Regions from separate parts of the Drosophila melanogaster genome. Here region 2 is linked to region 1. Evidence: chromatin contacts called from public targeted proximity ligation data. All regions are on one chromosome and are shown on one strand. The core of a region is the stretch at or near the end of the contact, and the rest is flanking DNA. Distances in the headings are between cores, read along the strand shown.

Region 1 (3,111 bases), core at 318-2,817:
TGTGTCTCTTTTTCGTGGGCCTAATTTTCCGATAAGGTAAGTAAACAAACACACGCACACACATCACTCCGAATCGCCGTGATAAACTTCGTGCACCTGGCACTGGGTATTTTATTGGCTTAAAACACAGAAATGCACAATTCTCGGTTGATATATCTTTTTGGAAAATGTTTGGTCCACATACAAACGCACTCAGGTACATATGTGTGTATACCTTTGTAATTTAGAGTGGATCCCACAACTTGTCTGGAACTATCTAATATTCGGTGTTTTCGCTGGTTGCTCGGTAACTTCGGGGGCGATCACTTTCATCGGTTTGTATTTTCATTCATCTCTGATTTCCGGAACTCTAGACGCGGATTACACACTCACATTAATTGGCAGCTGCATGTACATATGCACCACTAACTACGATCGCCGATAACTCCGCCCGCTATTGCTCTCTCTTGAAAATGCTAAAATCGATTGCAAGAATCGAATATTGCGAGACTCGATGACAGCACCGATAGTGCGTAGCCGATAATTTCCAGATCGATTATACTGCTAAGCGCGAATTGACACGAATTTAAGCGAGGCCTTTGTCTAATAAATACAAAATTTTCGAACAATACAAAAAAATCGCTTTAATAACCTTTCAACAAGTGGTCAAAACCAATTGTCAAGACTAATTAAATGTTTAAATTATTTGTATGTTCGCCAATAAAAATAAATTCTGAAACAAAATAATTTCCTTCACGAATAACTCTTTATCTTACGTTTTAAAGGGCTGCATTTAAGATAACAACAAAATTTGTAATATGGAGATATTATAAAAAATAATATTTTGGTTTTTGTCGAGTGCAATTTTAAAGAAAGCACTTAACTAATTAAAATGAAGTCCTATTTATTTGGTTCGCCTACAATATTGTTGTTGCTTTGGTTTCTTCTAAAGGAACATATCAAACTGATATGTGAAAAAAGTCTTTAAACTGTATCAAAATTTGGAAACAGCTTTATTTAAATGCTATAGTTTTCATTAAAAACATGGATCCCTGGCAATATATTTGGGTGTCAATTAAGGTTGATGCCCCCTAAAAATATCACAAATCACTAGGACGTATACAAGGAATGGAACCCTTTGGTTTCCCATAATCCTCATTGCAATGGCTTCGCAATTCAAGAAATGTAGCCCAGACCATCGCAGAAGTTTCCTGTGCGGAGGTGTATGTTGTGGTTTATTCCACTGATTTTTGGTTGGATATATTTGGTTTCTCATTATCTGTATCACCACAGGGGGTTATGCAACCCCAATTCACTGTTACACTTATATGTAAAGCAATATTATCGTGGACTATTGGTCAACTCGGACGTATTTGTGGCACACAACACGAATACGTACATATTTCTGCATTTTACAGATAAACATCACTTGCACTGGAAATGCGTATGGGCGCAGATACATTTATCGACTCGCGTATCGTCGCCTAAGCTCGAGTCATATTAACGGAACAACGCGACTTTCGATTGAAACATACTTTCCCTTCTCATTCAATTGCTACCGACGACGCACACCGTTTACTGCGATTTAAAGCAACTTAAACCGCAGTCAATGAGAACAGAAATTCAACTGATTCGACTTTTCGTTTCGAGGTCCTAACGAGTTGGGCCATGTCCTGCGCTTGCAACCTCCAGCTGCAACCTCCAACAGCAACTTCGAGCTCATCCGGACCAGCTTGAGCATGGAGCACCCCTATTTCCCCTTCTGTTATTGAGTCCTTTGACCCTCTCTGGTAAAAATATCCCAGCTTTATTGCGGAGAACATGCATATGTCTGACTTGTTACATGTTTTAGACAAATGTATTTGTTATTGCTAAATATTTTGTGAGGCTAGGAAAATGCTCCACTTCACTGTTAGATGCAATTTGTTGCCTTCTGCAGATTTTTATGTTTTATTTTTTTTTTTTCTATTATGTATTATTATTACTATTTATCAAAATATATTTATATTTTATAGAAACTTGGGCAATTTAATACGGCATTCCTGCGATAAAATCGATTTTATCAAACGCGCCATCTGGTGGGATTTTCATGTAAATTTCCCTCGACCGTAAAATAACAAAGTCGGTATTATTACGATAAAAAAAATACCAAGCGAAGCTAGATTTTACTTGCAAATACAGCATACAGCATTTATAGGACCTTCAAGCCTGTTATCCACTCTTTGGTCGACACTAAAACTTAACATTCTACAATAATTAGGCTGAAAATGAACAGGTAGAAATTATTTTACAACTTTTATTTCCGTGACAATGTTATTTGACAAGCCATTATACTTGGCTCACGGCATTGGTCTGATTAGCATTTTGCACGACTTCAGGGGATATCTATTACCAACATTCCAATTACCCCACCAAATGCCATCGGTCGTGTCCAACTCAACTTTGGAATTCCGATATTTTCCGTTCAAGTTACTGAAAAAGAATTATTTTTCAAAATCATTAAACAAAAACAAGTTCATACATACCAGTTCATTGTACCCCACCATTTCGATGATTCCATTGCAAACGGATTTCCAACAATAATATGGTTTATATGACTGCGAAATGCGTCGCCAGCATTTCCTGAGTATTCGCCAAGGGAAAGCAGTTTGTATTTCTGTTTTTCATCGCCAATAACAAAATTATCATATCTTGCATAAGCACTAGCATTGTCGAAATCGACGAGCTGGATATATAGTTCCATTCGTCGATGTGTCGTCATTTTATGCAATTTTTGTAGGCCAAGCCAGAACTCGCCACCCAAATCCCCACAGCCCGTTATTATATTTGATTCAGTGGCGTTATCGAAACTGCCATCGATTCTACGCTGGATTATCATCCAACCACGACCGGCAGAAGGAATATCCTCGAAAACTGAGGCAAAGGGTTCGAAATCAGGTAGTGTCACCAATTTAATTGAAGGCAACTTGGAAGAGCCCAGTAATACGAATTCATCGTGGTCCTTATTATTAACGTTATACTCAGACAATATCTCTGTCATTTTCACTATCTTTTCGTCCTTCGCCTTTACTGCACCTTCCAATTGCACAATTTTTAGCTTCGACTCGTCAATTTTGAATTCTAGTCTGGCGA
Region 2 (3,111 bases), core at 227-2,726, 84 kb before region 1:
TAAAGATGCCTGGCAAGTAAATAAAAATTCATGAAAGCAGCGCTTGAATATGTTACACAAATTTCCCCTAAGAGTATGAGTCGCAGTCTGAAAGTAAGGATGAGTCGTCTCAGGTAGAAAGTTGCCATTGTTTATGGTAATCGGCTAAAGGACTAAAGAGTGAGGCTTCGCAGGGAGATGGGATTCTGAAAAGCGGCCACTATTCACTTCACTTCTGGCAGAGCATAAATGTGTCAGGTGAGGTGCTTAAAAATATGAAGCCTTCTTCCGAGGACGATGGAAAAGGGACGACAATCGGTGGCTCCGGAGGAGGAGTCTCGTCCCAAGTGTAAACTGTTTGTCGACTTGGCTTTAATAAATAAATCGCAGCTGCATCAGTTGGCACATCCCTTGTAGCCCTCTCCGAACGCCCTTGACTGCTTGTGATTTCCTGTGGAACTTTCCGGCGACAGATAAAAAAACAAATAAGGACACTAAGGTTGTATTCGGATTACGTGATACCCATTCTGGGTTTTCTTTATTATTTGGAACATGATGTGGTGAGAAAGTTATAATAATATAATATATATAATAATGTATTCATTATTTAAAAAAATTATTTCCTAATTACTTAAGAATATTTTTCACGTAGCTATTAAAATATTTTAAATATTTATCAGTTTTATAAATCAATATTTCGTTTTAAAAGTTTTAAAGTTGTTACAACTTTAAAGGACAATTAGATATACCATTGCAGTGACGAAAGAGCTGGGTGTAAAATTGCGAGAAGCGACGAAATGAGGTGACGAACGTAGGAAGTAAATACATATATGAGGAAGTTTAGAAGGTAAGCACAGGCTGATGGCGATAATTGGATGAGATACATTTATGGTCTATCTGCTTGTGTGCGAAAGAAATGAAATATAATGCTTGATTAGCTAATTGTTGGGTCCCCATTAAAGCAAACAAGAAGGAGATACATTTTTGTTCATATTGGTTTAAGTTCTTTATTTAAATATAGTAACCTGTGAAGACCTAAAGTATTTAATAATATTAGCGAGCCGGTAAGTTCCTTGCAAATTCAGCAGAAAGAAAATCGATCTTTAAGGTTTTAGATACAAATTCCGAATTATAAACTTTTACATGACATCAGTGGTTCTTTCAGCGATGGATTTATGAAGTTCCTCTTACCGAATTCCGCGGTTTACGGCTCATTTCAGGGCGCAAACTGTCATCCACTCAGCTCTGCTCGGCTTGCAGATAATTGACATGAATCACTCAGCACTTGTGACACGAAAAGTCACTCAATTTTTGGCTCGCCCACTCAAAGCCCTTGCAATTGAGTGAGTTAAACGCTGCGTATACGTAATAGCCCGACGATGCTGCATATAACGTATACGCAGCGAGGGAAACGACTCGAGTTGCTCGGCTCTTCACGAGGTCTTATCAGCAAGTAACCTGTTGGTCGGCCGTTTAGCCGCACGAAGTTGGACCGTTCAGTTGCCTGTGATTCTTCGTTGACGACGGACGCGAAAATCGGCAGAAAAATCCGAAAGAAAAACCCAAACAAGACTTTCAAACAGAGGAAAAATTTTCTTCGGCGGAAGGCAAAGGAAACATATTTTCATTGTGCGGTAAAGAACTGATAGCGAAAGTGGGAGCGAGGCAGTGAAAGGGAGACCAAACAAGTGCCGAAACGTGCTCGAGTGCCTCCATCCTTGCGGTTTTTGGTTTTTGTGTTCCGAGCCGTTTCTCCCCTCCCTGTATTTATATACATTTCGTATACGCGGTGTTGACACGTCGGCGGTCGACAGCTTTCGGTTTTTATTTATACCCCCTGTTTAGTACTTTTTCCCGTGGCCAGCCGGGCCAAAACTTTTCGCCTTTCCGCTGTTTGTCTCAATGCCCAACAATAATAATTAACGGCCAGAGTGCGAGTTAAAGATTAACTTACTGGAAGCCAGTTTGAAATTAAATCATTAAATTAAAGCATCCCGCAGTGTGGGGTGAGTATGGGCGGAACGCTCAAATGTATTCGAAAATAAGTTTGACATGTTTTTTGGCCAGACCGATGTATGTATAACCCCGAGTATATTCATTACGATCCGAACAAATTGAATTCAAGTCAACTTTCTCCTGCGGCCTTTTCTTTCGCTCCCACAAAGAAAAGTTTTTCCGCTGCCAAAAAAGACTGGTGGGCCTCCTACTGGAGGTCCCGAAAAAAACATTCAACTTTTATATTGTTTTGCGACAAAACAAATAAGTTAGCAGCAGCAAAATGGAGAACAGCACAAGAAGGCTAAATGGAAAGCAAGAGCAAAAGAAGATAACATTAGGAAAACCCAATTGCATTTAAAAGGAAATCGAAAGTGGTGGTGGGGGAGCCACGTAGTCCGTTTACATTTTATGGCCAAGTCAAATGGCTCAGTCGTCACTGTTCCTTAATTAAAAATGCAAATTTCCCTTTAATTTTAATAGGTCCTCGAGTGTAGGGCGAAACGATAAACAAAAGACAGTCCGAACAACTTTCGATTGATTCTAATTGATCCCCTCTGACATGGATGCCAGTCATTCAGTCAGTCAGCCAGCCAGCCATCCATCAATTGTTGATTCGATAAACAAATGCATTGATTGCTTTGCCCAACAAGGGCGCATGCTAATGACCATGTTGTTCAGGTGGAAATTGGTCAAGTTAGCTGCGTTGTATACGTAACGTTAATCATTATTATTGTCTTGGGACGCAGATGTCATAAGTGATAATCGTGTGATTTAGGATGATTGATGCTTTGATTTACTTATTAGCGGAACATTGGTGTCACATGCAAACTCGTTCTCAACTCTGCCTGCGGAGTTTAAGTTCAGCCAAGTTAGTCCCCTCAATCGGATCATCTTTAGACGCACACTGCGTATACGTGATACGCGTGCTCATTTCAAGGATTCCGCAAGCCCGAAGCAATTCTATATGCAATTCTAGCATCAGTTGGTGTACTCCTACGATAGTTCAAAGGTGGGGAAGCAATGGAGCAACCATGGATCTAAGTAAAAGGAAAACGCATTTCAATTTGCATATCAGACCGCGCCAAAGCTGCCTGATGGCCACTAAAACTGGTCTTTGTGGCAATTTCAGGTCGC

Evidence for each region.
Region 2: a contact with region 1 is called in a targeted proximity ligation map of the Kc167 cell line, with 4 times the contacts expected there. A contact is called at or near these places in 8 of 107 Hi-C or Micro-C datasets (the Clone 8 cell line, the D17-c3 cell line, the Kc167 cell line and 3 more) and 1 of 7 datasets of targeted methods (the Kc167 cell line).

What each region holds. Positions count from the first base shown.
Region 1 is chr3L:20,003,757-20,006,867 of dm6, reverse strand. kug (kugelei) reads right to left here and starts at 1,567. Exons shown (of 21, transcript NM_001300197.1): 1 at 1,379-1,567. CG7668 reads right to left here. Exons shown (of 3, transcript NM_168830.2): 2 at 2,505-3,111; 3 at 2,034-2,451. The coding sequence ends at 2,319.
Region 2 is chr3L:20,087,372-20,090,482 of dm6, reverse strand. It overlaps sNPF-R (short neuropeptide F receptor), which reads left to right and starts at 1,476. Exons shown (of 3, transcript NM_001275157.1): 1 at 1,476-1,613.